5 separate regions of the Mus musculus genome follow, and all the other regions are linked to region 3. Evidence: chromatin contacts called from public Hi-C and promoter capture Hi-C data. All regions are on one chromosome and are shown on one strand. Each heading gives the region's core, a stretch centred on a gene start, on an enhancer-like site or on the middle of the called end of the contact. The rest is flanking DNA. Distances are from core to core; before and after follow the strand shown.

Evidence for each region. Promoter capture Hi-C pulls out the DNA fragments that hold promoters and counts their contacts. A called contact is a pair of places that touch in the nucleus more often than the background predicts. Capture Hi-C pulls out chosen DNA fragments and counts their contacts.
Region 1: a contact with region 3 is called in a promoter capture Hi-C map of liver, with 2.9 times the contacts expected there. The contact joins the promoter of Cd38 here to the promoter of Ncapg in region 3. A contact is called at or near these places in 4 of 39 promoter capture datasets (the C10 cell line, embryonic stem cells, hippocampal neurons and 1 more), 1 of 484 Hi-C or Micro-C datasets (B cells), 2 of 115 datasets of contacts at active chromatin or transcription factors (pro-B cells and stem cell-derived neural progenitor cells) and 1 of 9 other capture datasets (liver).
Region 2: a contact with region 3 is called in a Hi-C map of B cells, with 6 read pairs. The contact joins the enhancer-like site here to the promoter of Ncapg in region 3. A contact is called at or near these places in 6 of 39 promoter capture datasets (the 3T3-L1 cell line, the C10 cell line, cranial neural crest and 3 more), 3 of 484 Hi-C or Micro-C datasets (B cells, palatal mesenchyme and pro-B cells) and 3 of 115 datasets of contacts at active chromatin or transcription factors (astrocytes, large pre-B cells and pro-B cells).
Region 4: a contact with region 3 is called in a promoter capture Hi-C map of pre-B cells, with 11 times the contacts expected there. The contact joins the promoter of Fbxl5 here to the promoter of Ncapg in region 3. A contact is called at or near these places in 8 of 39 promoter capture datasets (cranial neural crest, embryonic stem cells, hippocampal neurons and 4 more), 5 of 484 Hi-C or Micro-C datasets (B cells, muscle stem cells, pre-B cells and 2 more), 1 of 115 datasets of contacts at active chromatin or transcription factors (astrocytes) and 1 of 9 other capture datasets (adipose tissue).
Region 5: a contact with region 3 is called in a promoter capture Hi-C map of frontonasal cranial neural crest. The contact joins the promoter of Fgfbp1 here to the promoter of Ncapg in region 3. A contact is called at or near these places in 2 of 39 promoter capture datasets (frontonasal cranial neural crest and hippocampal neurons).

Annotation. Positions count from the first base shown.
Region 1 is chr5:43,867,480-43,870,179 of GRCm38.p6, reverse strand. It overlaps Cd38 (CD38 antigen), which reads right to left and starts at 1,371. Exons shown (of 8, transcript NM_007646.5): 1 at 1,060-1,371. The coding sequence starts at 1,304.
Region 2 is chr5:43,840,054-43,842,753 of GRCm38.p6, reverse strand. It overlaps Bst1 (bone marrow stromal cell antigen 1), which reads right to left. Exons shown (of 9, transcript NM_009763.3): 8 at 2,264-2,323; 9 at 1-757. The coding sequence ends at 652. Among named protein-coding and RNA genes, the nearest start is that of Bst1, 23 kb to the right of the region's middle. Within about 2 kb of position 1,418, at least 86 of the 459 cell types and tissues checked have an H3K27ac peak or open chromatin away from gene starts, as enhancers often do. A contact at or near this core is called in B cells and pro-B cells, where this site is marked.
Region 3 is chr5:45,668,642-45,671,341 of GRCm38.p6, reverse strand. Ncapg (non-SMC condensin I complex, subunit G) reads right to left here and starts at 1,417. Exons shown (of 21, transcript NM_019438.1): 1 at 1,209-1,417; 2 at 119-322. The coding sequence starts at 1,319. 1600023N17Rik (RIKEN cDNA 1600023N17 gene) reads left to right here and starts at 1,634. Exons shown (of 1, transcript NR_073433.1): 1 at 1,634-2,641.
Region 4 is chr5:43,780,728-43,783,427 of GRCm38.p6, reverse strand. Fbxl5 (F-box and leucine-rich repeat protein 5) reads left to right here and starts at 1,279. Exons shown (of 11, transcript NM_001159963.1): 1 at 1,279-1,463. The coding sequence starts at 1,380.
Region 5 is chr5:43,980,413-43,983,112 of GRCm38.p6, reverse strand. It overlaps Fgfbp1 (fibroblast growth factor binding protein 1), which reads left to right and starts at 1,314. Exons shown (of 2, transcript NM_008009.4): 1 at 1,314-1,400.

The DNA.
Region 1 (2,700 bases), core at 122-2,621, 1.8 Mb after region 3:
CAGGACCCTGAGAGTGTTTATACTCCAACATTTTCAAGTAAGACCAGGACCCAAACCACTGAGCATTCGAGCACCCGGGAAGTGTGTGCATCTGAAGACAGAATGTGAAGTTGGGTTTCTGCGTGTGCCTTCCCAGCCTGCTGGGCTTTCTGTTTGACTTCAGAAATCAGTTCTACGTTAAAATGATGCCAGGGAGAAGCAACATAAATCATTCCCTCTGGGGCAGGTAGTGGGTGGAAGGGGTTCTATGGGCTGACTCTATTGACCAATGAAGATGATGTTCCCAAGGGTCTACACAGGATCACCAAGTGGATTTCGCTTACCTGATGAGTAATATTTCAGTTTTGACAGTCTGTCTTGTTTTGTTTTTATTAATGATCAGGTGCAAAAAAAAAAAAAGACCAGGATGCTGTTTGGGCTTGTTTTTTGTTTTCTTTGTGTTGTAATTAATTAAAATTAATTAACTTATTTTGAGTCAGGTCTCTCTTTGTAACCCAAGCTTGTCCTGGAATTTACAATGTTGCTGTGCAGCCCTTGTTAACCTTGAATTCACAAAAATCCTCCTGGCCCCTTCCACCCCCACAGCAAGCTGAGCAAGCCACCTAGTTAAATGTCGCCTGTGACCTTAACTTTCTGGGCAGGGGCGGTGTCTGATGGAAACCACAAGCCAAAAGACAATGTGAAGTTCCTGTGCCTGAGAGTAATCTTTGTCCCAGAAGCATGGCTGTGGCCAAAGATAGCCCTAAGGGTTCCTTCAGAGTTCAGGACCCTCTGTGGGAAGCGAGCATCTTTGCAGAGCTCAGCAAGGATCGGCGCCCCCATCACAGACACTGCCAAAACGGAGGAGGCATTGTGCAGGCGGTGTTCTGGTAACTTGAACAGGAGACCTTCCGCTCAGCACTGCCCTTCGGCTTCCAGCTGATCCACAACACAAGATTCTTTGTTTGGGACAATCTGGAAGATTCCCCCCCGCCGCGAGAGCTCCAGCTGAGTCACAGCCTGCTTCCCCGGTGTCCCGCTGCGCACTGTGCCTAGAGTGAGCCTCAGAAGCCAACTCACCTCATCTCCGGCCGGAGGATCTGAGTGTAGATGAGGCAGCGTCCCAGGAAGATGTCAGAAAAGTGCTTCGTGGTAGGCTCTCCAGTCCACACCAGGAGTGAGCGCGGCCTCAGAAGTATGACCACGATCCCTACTACCAAGGCGATCAGGACCAGGAGACCCACTCCGAGACCGATCTGGGCTTTCCTAGAGAGGCGGCAGCCAGGTCTGTCCCCAGACACCTGGCTAAATTCATAGTTAGCCATTGGGCTCCCGAAGACTGGCCCAGGCTAGGCAGGAAGAGAGCACAGGGCTGACTGGGTCAGAGCCTGCCCCTCCTCCTTTTTTTCACTTGCTTTTATCTGCTTCCTTTCCCACCCCCTACTCCTGCTCCAAAGTTCCACGGAGGTGACTGGACTAATAAGGCTCTTGGGTTGTCAACAGGCACTCCAACTGCTTACTTCCAGACTCCAGAGCAAACTGACCAGAACCTCTCTCTCCAAGAGAAGACAGCACTTTAGCCTCTGCTGGTACACAAACAACAGCTTCAGAATACTCCTGACCAACAACCTTGACACTTGACATGTTTGCTACTTATGCTCAGGTGTGTGTGTATGTGTGTGTGTAAAATTATTCTCCCTCTCCCTCTCCTCCCTCCCTCTCTCTCTCTGTTCACCCAAATGCCTGGCAATGAATGGCCTGCTTACCTCTACTTCTGAGCTTTGATAAAAATCCTGCCCAAGTATCTTTAAAGTCTCAGCTTTACTCTGCCCCTCTTCTCAGGAGGTATCAGTTCAAACCCAGCCCCAGATGGTAAAGTGCTGTTAAGATAAACTTACCTCTCTGAACTAGATAGATGTGAGCAGAGCCTCACATTCATTACATCAAAGCTTGCTTTGATTAGATGGCTTAATACCTCCTAGGTGTTTAGCATAATCCCTAAGACATAACAACCGATTACTCAATAAATGTAAGTTATTGCTGCTTACTCTAGGGGGTTGACAAAGGTAGGATTTTAGAGTTGATAGGATGCTCGCAACCCATCTCATGTGCAGTAATACTTCATCCCACATGGGAACCCCAAATACAAAGGCTCTTCCTGGCTCTCCTTCCCAAGAAGACCCCGCACTCTTCTGCTTAAACAGAGACTTGTCACAGAATGGATCATGACACAGGATTTTCACGGGACACTTTTCAGGCAGAGGGTACTGGATGCAAGAGCTGGGGCAGGAAAGCCCCTTGTTCTGTTTTAAGATGCGGGAAAGCAGCATTGCAGCTATACTACAGGATGACAGAGAATCCTTCCGAAGGCAGCAGGAGAGTAAGTCTCTGCAGCTCCGTATGTCAGGAGGACTTTTTTAGACTGTGCATTTCATTTTTTTTTAAACGTTTGCTGTCATTTTGCTTATTCATTTTGTGTGCCTCTCTCCCTCTCTTTCTTTTTTTTCCTGTGTTTTCTTTTTCTTTTTTAAAAATACATTCTTTAATCTTTTTTTACAGTCCAGACTTCATCTCCCTCCTGGTACATTCCCTCACCTCCTCCTCCCCACCCCCTCTCCAAGAGGATGTCCCCACCCCTATCCCTACCCCCCACCCCACCAGACTTCCTCACTCCCTGGGGCCCCAAGTATCTAGAGGGTTAGGTGCATCTTCTCTGACTGA
Region 2 (2,700 bases), core at 169-2,668, 1.8 Mb after region 3:
AGTACAGAATGCACTACAGTTACAGAATGCACTACATTTGACTTAACTGTTCACCAGTCAGGTGACACACATGACATTTACTTAACAAATGAACGTTCCATCCTATGGGTATACAAAACCTTATGTAGCAGTTCCAAACCTGTGTGTGCTTGTGTGTGCTTGACATTTTGGGTTATTTCCTTATCATAAGTAGCCATTAAATAGACATCTTTAGATATACATCTTTGCATAACATCTATATATGTATACCTTTATATGCTGTACATGTAATTGAAGCTCTTAACAAACACGTGTTGTATCATTTGAAACACAAGAAAATACAGAAAATAAAAAATACAGATGCTTCCATAAATACATTTAATTATTTAAGATTAAACTATTCTCCAGGTCTCAGTGCTTTGTACCATTATCAAATAAGAGATAATAACTTTAACTCCACAGTAGCAACTTCTGTCTGCTAAGCAGGACTAGATGAATGCCTTGTTTCTTGAATCATGAGTGTAAATACAACTGGATTACCGTCTGGTTACATTGTTTTTCTAGAAGGGTTTGTCTTGAGACAGTGGGTTTCCTTAGTTTACACAGGACAGTGGACTACTCAAGGGTTGCTGCAAGGCTGGCTTCTGTTAGAACCCTGTGGGGATTTTCTAGTCACGCCTGAGAACTTGAAGCCAAAGCTACTAAGAGAGAAATGAGAAGGCTGGCGTCTCCTATTGCATGAAGAGATGCGCTCTCCCTCCGCATAGATGCTGAGGCTCTAAAGAGAATAAGAGAAATAGAGACAACATGAGTGTGTGACAAAAATCACAATGCACGCCACAGAAACGTGTGGATAGAACAGAACGCTCATAAAGTGAAAGTAAAAATTCTTAATCACTCTATTCCCATCGAACCACAGTTAATAATGTCAGTTGTCCTCCCAAGGAAGACAGCACACGCATGTACACACACACACACACACACACACACACACACCCCTCTTTATGTAAACACACAGAATGCTATTTGCTTCCTTTGCCTGACACCACCTCTTGGCACTTGGACACAGTTCATGCCGGCACACACACAGAGTCAATTCATGTTTCCTTGTGTATGCATTTCTATTTTACAAATGTTCTAGAGTGTTAGCCAAGTTCCTTATTGGTGAATAGTGTATCATCAGAGTTTAGCTGATTAAGAAAATCTTGTTCTGACTTTAAAACACTGAGCAGAGGCCCTGGCCAAATCTCATTTAAACTAGATAAGATCTGACCTTCTGAGTTTTTGAAATAGAAATTACTGAATTCTTTTCAACCAGTTAAAAGGTGAATTTAAAAAATAATAAAACTATCTTATCTTGGTTCAGAATCAAGACCCATCGATCTGGACTTGTTAGTGGCCACGTATCTTACCAACTTCCTTAGGAAGCTGAAGCCCCTTCTTTACTAGCCAATGGCGCCCTCTACTGGACATTCACTATAGTTGCAGTTCTGATTCTGTTTATGTCTATATTGCATTTCTATATTCAGTTTATGCACTATGTTTCTGGGTCTATGCTAGACGTGTTGGTTTGACACATTTCAGAGTCAAAGATGGTTGTGAGCCACCGTGTGAATGTAGGGTATCATCCCTAGATCCTCTGGGACAGCATATCTCTAGCCCTAGAATCAATTCCTTAAAAAAATATAGGAACATCTCCAAGACATACTGTTAAGAGAAAAAGAAAACAAACCCCAGAATCTTATCTATATTATCATTTATTATAACTTATATGAGAGATCTATGTGTGTTATGTGGGTACATGACCATGTGTGTGTATGAATGCACACATGTGCTGTGACAGGAATATCTTACTCTATAAGGACACACAAGAATATAGAAGTTATGGTCTACCTACTCTGAGCTTTAAAAAAAAAAAGCTGGATCATATAAGAATAAAAAAATAACAGTGTTTGTTCTCCTGACCCTTTTAATAATCGCAAACTTTGTTTCTAGCATGTATATTAATCTTTCACAAAATAAATTAAGATTAAGAAGGAAAAGGTCCAAGGTCGCCCTGTGGCCCCACCTCTAGAATTGTCTGCTGAAGTGTGCTAGGTAGAGTATGGTGTTGGGCCGTCTGGGAAGTTAGCTCAGCTGGCAGATGTCTGTGGAACTTGCGACAATTTAACCAGAGACTGAGAGGCTACAGTGCAGAAATGACCTGCTCCGCAGTGAGCTATTTAGGAAATGGATGGACAATCAGACTACAGTTCACCTGTGTTGATTCAGGCCATTTACTTACGAGTTCATGATACAGTCGGGGTGAGTGCTGTGGTCCACACACATTAAGAACTTCACTGGTCTACAGAAGAAAAACCGTACTTAAGAGATTATCCAAATCACTCCTTCGAGTTAAACACCTATGATGTGGTTGCAAAGCGCTTGGAACACAAAACACATCTTTGAAGAGCCTACAGTTTCCTCCTTTATAAACAATACTGGCTAGGCTGGGACTGGTGACTCACACCTTTAGTCCCAGCACTAGAGAGGGAAGCAGAGGCAGGCAAATCTCTGTAAGTTTGAGGCCAGCCTGGTCTTCATAGAAAGTTTCAGGACAGCCAGAGCTATACAGAGTGACCCTGTCTCAGCACCCTTCTCACAACAGGTAGCATTTATCCAGCACTTACTATGTTCCACAAATATTGTCTGTGTTTTATTTAGGTCATACCATCCGACCCT
Region 3 (2,700 bases), core at 168-2,667:
TTTCCAGAAAAGACTTATCTTATTCACATACATTTTCTCTATCACTGATATTTTACTGTGGAAAATAACAAACATAGCTAAATATATTACTTCCCCAAAGTAGTAGCTTTTACAGTACCTGTAAGAGAAAAGTAAACAAATAATTTAAAATGCCACCATCGTTCTCTTCCTCCTCTTCTTCCTCATCAGACTGGTGAAATGAAGTAACAAACTTGGCTGTGAAGTCCATGACCCTCTCCACGGCAGGTTCACGCTTATATACCACCATAGCATACTTAAGGTAATGAATAAACTCCTCCTGAAAAGCTGTTTTATCATCCATCTGAAAGAGAGAAGAAACGCCTCCAGAAGCTGCATTAATAAAAATTCTTTATTCCCAACACTGCCATAATACTGCTGAAAGTGTTACCCTTAGGTTAAACTCTAAGGTTTCTTAATAAACTATCAATTATCCAAATCAAGGAAGGGAAAATATATCCGCACAAACTTCTCTTCAGTATATAATTTGTACCTCTGAGAAAACACAAAGCATAAATCTGAACAGTGCAAAATTATCTCATTTTTCTCTCAACGCCTTTGGATTATCGGTATTTTTCTTACCGGATTAATGCAAAACAAGCTTCGCCATAAATGACTCAAAATCAACAGCTTTGTGTTTATTTTACTTAGGCCTTCCTAGCATCCGTCAATTTCCTTCTGTCATAACTTACACATTTTGCTCCCTACCCTTGATCACTTTTATATGTCCTTAACTTTCCGTGAACTCCAAAACAATGTATCTTCCTCACATTCGCTGTCCAGTAATTCCCCGCCGCTACACTCGACACACAATTGCCATGTACGGGAAAGACTGGGTGCTTATGGTTTCCCTAGCTGGTGAAATGAAGGTGGTTTTAAAGCTTAGGAGTTGGTTGAAACAACTTCATCGATTGCCTGAGATGAACCAGAGACCTCCAAGGAAATAAAGGCGTCTGAGATTCCCTGCGCAGATCAACAAGTCACTGAGGAACTGAGGATAACGGATAACTCCCCGCATCCCCTGGCGGGATGAGGATGGAGAAGACGGGTGACTGCGTGTGGCCGACGCCGGGCGTTCTGCTCACTGGCTGTGGCCGGGAGACCTCGGGCGAGCCTCGGATCCCATCCCTCCGTCGCGGGGCGCGCAAGGGCAGAAGGCGAAGCCCGGAAGCCGAAGCCAGGCCGCTTACCGCGCCGTACGTGCGGCTCAGCGCCACCACCAGCTTCGCCTGGTTCTGGTGCGGCTGCTGCGCCAGCTGAAACGCCTCCTTCACAGAAAGCCGCTTCTTCTGCGCTGCCATGGCGCCGGGACGGGAACTGCCCGAGAGAGACTGTGGTTCGCGATCCGAGGAGGACTCAGTTTCCCGCGGCTTCCGACACCCTAGCCCTGCAAGGCTCCGAGTGACGGGTTAGCGCCAGAGTTTTCAAACAACTATCGCGGGAGGATGAGATCTCGCGAGACTTCCGCCGGAGGGAGGGTCGGAGAGCGGAGACCTGAGGGTCCCGGAGCTGACTCCACCCTCCGCTCCGCCCCGCTGCTGGGACGCCTGGGGTGTGGCCTGCCGCTCTCCCAATAGGAAAAGGTGTTTGTATGGGAGGCATGGGCGGGGCCGGAAGTAGTGCTGTGGAGGAGCGCGCCTGAAGTGGGCGTTCAGCTTTCTGAATTAAACTGGTGGCCTTCGGTGCCTTGCGGGATCTTGTGGTTGGGAGTGAAGGGAGAAAGCGGAGGACTGCCGCAGCGACTGGCTGAGAACGGGTAAATCCCGAGCGAAGGAGTCGTTTGGGAGATGTCGTACGGAGCCCGCCCGGGGCTTGGGGATGTCAAACTTTCCGAGGGCGTCCTGGACGAGGGCCTCCGCAGTCCTTCGGACCCCGTGGGTCCGGGCGGGAACTGCCCGTCCGCGATGAGACAGTCTGGGGGACTGGGAAGAGAAAGGCAGGGTCAGTTTAGGCTGCAGCCGCTTGGAGATGCTCCAGCGTGACGGATGTGCTTGACAAATCTGCCTAACAACTCTGCTAAGCAGAGGAGAACGCAGACAGTATAAAAGGAATTTGGGGGTCTTGACTAAGATCGCGTGCTGGATATATAAAATTATTTCTAAATGCCTCACCTGGGACATAGGACATACCACTCCAAAACCGGGAAACTTACTTGGTGTGTTGCTTGATGACTTGGGAAACATAAATGCAGCCACCTATTCCGTCTGTACTGGAAATCTACATTGGTGACACGTATCAGGAAGAGGGCTGCCTCCAGACTATGTTGTTCTGTAGGTACTCTGGGAATCCCTAGAGGACCTGGGGAGATAATGATTCATGGGTAAAGTGCTTGCTGAACACACATGAGGATCTGAAGTCACATGTGATATTTCACATACAAACACCAGATGTTAACATTTGTATGTAGTCCTAGCACTTGAGGGTGCTGAGAGCCAGACAGTGGATCTTAGGCTCATTGATCTGCCAAAGTAGCAAGCTTCAGGGTGGCTGAGAGCCTTTCTCAAACAGTAAGGTCTAAAGTAATCAGTGAAAACACTCAATGTCTGTCTCTGACCTAAACATGCATGTACCACACATACAAGATAAATAAAACTTTAAATAAATGATAATAAGATGAGAACCAATATGTGTGTGTGTGTCATTTGTTTTTTATGTAAACAGACAAACTAAAACTTAGAACAT
Region 4 (2,700 bases), core at 30-2,529, 1.9 Mb after region 3:
TGGGCAATGTCTTAATTTCCTTTGTCATAGCTGTTTTCTCTAACATTGTTTACAGGGAGTATTCGTGATGAGGTATTCCTATTAGCACTTCAAAAATACACGTACTCCGTTTTCCTTAAAATCTTATGAAGTAGGTTATTTATTCCCCTCATCTCATTTTACATAAGAGAATACTGCGGTCAGAACACAGAAGTCAGGTCGCTCTCCAAGGTTAGTACAACTAGAGTTTGGTGAAACCATGAACCTAAGCTTCATCTCCAGAGTCTGTTTTCCAGCTCAATTTGCATGTTAATATCAAAAGGTAACCAGAACTAGCTGCACTAATAGAAGTATCTTTTTATTCATTTTCTGAGAGTCTGGTTCCTTTTAACCATTGACATGAATTTGGGGTAGGAAATACAAAGGTGAATAATGTAGCATATCTTCTGCTTACTGTTCAAAGTTTATGGTTGTTGAGAAAACGACACACCCTTCCCAGGTTCTCAGCCTTGCCCGTGTTTCTCCCATTTTTCCACGAATTCTAAAGCCACGGGGTGAGAGCCGGCTCTGATACTTGGGAAAAGTCTACTGGAGGGCTTAGATGAGGACAGGTGACGTGCACTGGCCTTTCTCTAGGCAGTGACCTCATTTATGGCCCTTTCTTCCTGTCTGAGCCTCCTCGGCTTAAAATGGCGGGATTTGTGCTAAGGCTCTCTCCCTACTAGACAGCCATGATGGCTCCCCGCCCCCCCCACCCCCCCCAAACCCCCGCAGGCTCATCTGGCCGCTCTGGGACTGTCGTTCCTGATCTGAGGTGTTGGTCCTCCCTCTGGTGTTTCCAGTTCCCCAGGGCCACCATCCCACTCTGCTCCGTGCCAGGAGGGGTGAGGAGGGGCTGCCAGGTCCCCAGCTCTCAGCCGCAGGGGAGAGGCCATGCTAGGCCCAGAGCCAGCATCCCAGGCCTAGCAAAACCCGAACGAGGCAGCAAAGGCGGCTGAGGGCTCGGCGCGCGCACAGCCCGCCCGTCCAGAGCACGCAGGCTCGATCTGGTCACGCAGGTCCCTGCCTCAAGGCCAGGCACCCGGAGAAGCGCCCTTGAAGACCCTCGCCCTGGGACAGTGCGATTTTTTAAGAGATGTAACGCAAGGGACCAGGGACGACCATGCCCACCGGAGGAGAGAGCTCTGGGCGCCTCAGCGCGCGCGCCGGTCACGTGGGCCGCGGCACCGCATGGCGGCGGCCCGCGCGCCCCCGCGTCACGGCCCCGCGGAACCGCCCGGGCGCGCGCGCCGACGGGGCGGGCGCATGCGCAGGGGGGCGCGCCGCCTCTGCCCCGCGGCGAGGGTGTCTATGGAGAGGCGGCGGCCGCGGCTGCTGAGGCGGACGCTGAGGCAGTGGCGATGGCGCCCTTCCCCGATGAAGTGGACGTCTTCACCGCCCCGCACTGGCGGATGAAGCAGCTGGTGGGGCGCTACTGCGACAAGGTAAAGGAGCGCGGGGCGGAGGGCGGCCGCGGAGGAGCGGCCGGGTTCCGGGAGGCCTGGCCTGCGTGCCTCCCGCAACCCCCGCGTTGGCGCCGCGCGAGCCCGTCGCCCGCGCCCCGGCACCCGCGCGGCTCCCGAACCTTCCCACCGGGGTCCCGGGAGCCCGCGCTGGCCGCGGCCTGGGACGAGCGCTCGCGGGACTGACCTGTGCCGGGGTGAGGGGCGCTCCCGGCCGTCCGGCTCGGCCGCCCGCGGGGTGCCCGCTCCCCGTCCGCAGGCCGCTTCTGCGGTTACTCGCAGCCACAGCACCGCTCGCCCGGTCCCTTCGGGCTCTTTTAGTCGCTCTGCAAACACTGCATCCTCTCTCTGGACCTCTTGACTTGCTTCCTGGCTCCACAGGCAGCGTCTTGCAGCCCCTGGAGCAGGCTTATTTTACCTGCCTGCTTTGCACTGGTTTGGTTCCGTACACAAGCCCGGTACACGGACTGGGAAGACCTGCACTCCTCTTTCCTGGTTACTCTTTTTTTCCTTCCAGTTTTTATTTTTCCTGGATACTTTATTCCTTGTAGAATTTGTTCCTCTGTTGGACTTTTTACTGGAAGCAAATGAGAGGGGCCCCTAGGAAAAGTTGCCTTGCAGTGGAACTCACTTTGGACTTTTAATGGGTGTAGCCGAAGTTGAAGAAGCACTCTTGTGAAGATGAGTTGGGAACCTTTTTCTAATGATGCTGAAAACTCTGAATTGTCACTTTATGTTCGGAAGATCATATATGAGTAAATTCTGGGCAGTCATATGTTTTGCAAAAAAGGTGAACCAAATAAATAGCTGTTAAGTAATTATTAACTTAAACGTAAAAATAAATTGAATTATCAGAGATTACGTGGAATTAGCACCACTATTAACAGCAAACAAGAGTTGTCTTTCAATCTGGAGAGGTGCTAGGAAGGAGGCCAATGTCTTCCCTGGTAGGCCACGGGAAGACCAGCAATTTGAAGTGTAGGATCTTAGCATCTTGGCTGCACAGTCCTCTCCCTCCATTTTGGGAAAAGAAAAACAAACAAACCAATAAACTCAAACCCAGTTAGTCCTAAGCCAGTGGACCTTTAAACACCAAGACCATAGGCTCATGGCTCACACTACTTGGTTGCCCAAGCTTGCTGTTAAAATCCTGATGGCTGAACCCTAACTCAAATTGGAATCTCTGAGCATAGAACCCAGATGTCAAGTACAGTTTAGA
Region 5 (2,700 bases), core at 65-2,564, 1.7 Mb after region 3:
GTCACTTGGAAAGGCTTCCATGTTCTTGTCTGACCAATAGGTTGACACTGCTTTAGTGAAGTGACTCAGCATTTTCTTCTGTTCATGAGGTCAATTCCAGAGAGGTGGGTGGGTTGATGGTTAGGATGGCTTAATAGTATTGCTCTTAGCTAAAACTAACCTCGGAGCTCAAACACACCCACTCAAACACTTGCTGTTGGCCTCAGGACAAGCAGTTATGTATGAAAAGCATGTGACTAAAACCAGCTTTGAATATGATATTCTTTCCCACTGACCAACCAGCCTGGATGAGAAAGGTATTCAGTCACCAGCCTTCACTGGTGGTGCAACTAGCAATTCATCAGTTAAATTCATTGTGCTCTTCACTCAGGTCACCAAAAGCCAGGGTGCATTTGTTATTTCAACTCTTGGATAAAGAATTTAAGCAATGACAAATTACCAATCTAATGAGAAACACCAAATTCAAAAAGGACACGCACACAAAGGACACACTCTCATACAAATGCCTGTTTTCCAAGAAAACAGCTTAAGATCTCAATAGGAAATCTAAACAGCTCAGCACCAGGAAAGACTTCAGTGGGCTTCATGCAGGGAGATGCTGTTGTTAAGCGCTGTACTGTGCACAAAGTAGCCACAGTAGGGGTTGGAGACTGAGATTAGAGAGTGTGGACTGTCAATAAATTCGATGCTTGCTGTGGCCAGGATCCCCTACCTAGATGTATCCAGAGTGAGACTCTACCTGCAACACGATGATCTATGAACACTCTCTCTGATGACCTGGAATCAATTATTTTCAAATGAAATTCCATAGTGGAGAGTTATCTCTCCACCACCCCTGGGGCCCACCGATTCACCTGCCTACACAGTAGATCCAGCTGGCTCTCAGCAACCAGGAACTCAGAGTCAGATTTCAGCAACTTCAGTCACTCACTTTCCAAATATTGCCTGAAGCCAGCCAGGTGGGAAGAGATCAGACCACGGACATTAGGAGTCCTGAGTGTAAAACACCAGCTCTGTGAATCCTGACCCCTTTACTATTAAGAGCAAATCTCTCTGTCTATGAAATGGGAAGAGTCGCTGGAGAGAATATGGAAAGGCACTAGAGGAAATGGGCCCTTTCCTCTGTTCTTACAGAAAGATCGCTGCTGGATGGGAAAGGAAGGGCTTCCAAGGAGGAGGGCTTGCAGCAAATGCAACCCCCCCCAGCCATTGGATTCCACCCAGTACCTTCCCTCCAGGACTGGCTCTCCCTGAGGGGTGTGGCTGGGAGGAGCGTGAATAAAGTATGTGAGTTGTAAAAGCCACTTGAGCTCCTGTATAAATAGTACAACCTGCACCCCAGCGTGAGGACTGGAAGCCTGCATTCCCCAGTACACCTGGATCTGCACACTCACAGAAAGGTGAGCCTGGCTCTTTTAAACATTTCGTGTGTGTGTGTGTGTGTACAAATACATACATAAAATCATTATTGTTATTATTAATTAGTATGTATGATTTTAAAGATGGGGGGCTTATATGCCTACAGCAGAGGATAACATGTAAAAAGAAGCTGATTCCCAACTTCCACCTTTACATGGGTTCTGAGCATCGAACTCAGGTCATCATGCCTGCCTGGCAAGTGCCTCCATCCTCAGGGCCCTCCTGCCAGTCCCCTCTTAAGAGTTATTTTATCTACTTCTTAGCCCCTGGACCTCCTTGGGTCCAGACCACATTATGGGAACATGAAAGCTATGTCACCGTGCCAGGAGAAACAGGTCTGTCCCTGGCTCTTTCAGCCTCCAGTCTCAGCCACGCTTTAGTCTAAACTCTCTTGGGGCCTTTTCCTTTTCTTACTTCCACATGGGCAGAAATGAAATTGTGGTGCTTTCCTGGGTTTTTCCTACCTTTCAGACAAAAAGTTCTCAATTTTTTTTTAAAAGCATAGATTTAATGTTTTTAAAAGAACCATCTGGTGATCGTGTTTGGTACCATACCAAATCTTGTGCAGCCCGTTGTTTCTTTTTGCTATTTTCTAAAGAGTTAGAATAAAGGCAGAAAGCAAGAAGTGAGCACTAAGGACTGACAGAAAGGGAGACACACTCTGCCTTTCCAGACCACCGTCTTTGCCCATCAAGGGGCAAACTTGCTTATCTGTCTGAGCCCTAGCTGTCCCAGAGGTTGCCTGAGGGTGTATATTAAGAGGGGTGAGAATCAAATGCTAAGGCACTGCTTAACACCTAGGAGTTGGCAAACAATCACGTGTGCCTCCTCTGCCATTATCTGTAGCTTTATACCTGGTAGAAACTATGTCATTTAATTTGAAAGTCATTTTATTTTTGTTATAGATGTAAAAAAAAAAAAAGGCATTGAATAAATACTCCCTGTATGCCTGGCATTATGCCATTGAACTCAGTCATGATCCTTACTTTCCACCTTGCAGTCTATACGATCTCATCCCTCTCCACCCTGTTTCAAGTTGGCCCCATCAAGGTCAGTGGCCTCCCCCACCTCCCTGCCTTCCTGGGACTCTTCCTCATGACTTTCCCCTTCTCTTCACACAGCCACACCCAGCCCAGTATGTCAAACCCTGTGCATGTTTAACCCTGAGTCAACATATCTTTTTCATGACACTTCTGTGACTCTTACTATATCCTTTCCCAACAGGTGGTCATTGGTACCCACGCAGATGATGGGGTAGAAACCCAACTCTCTCTGGAGCTA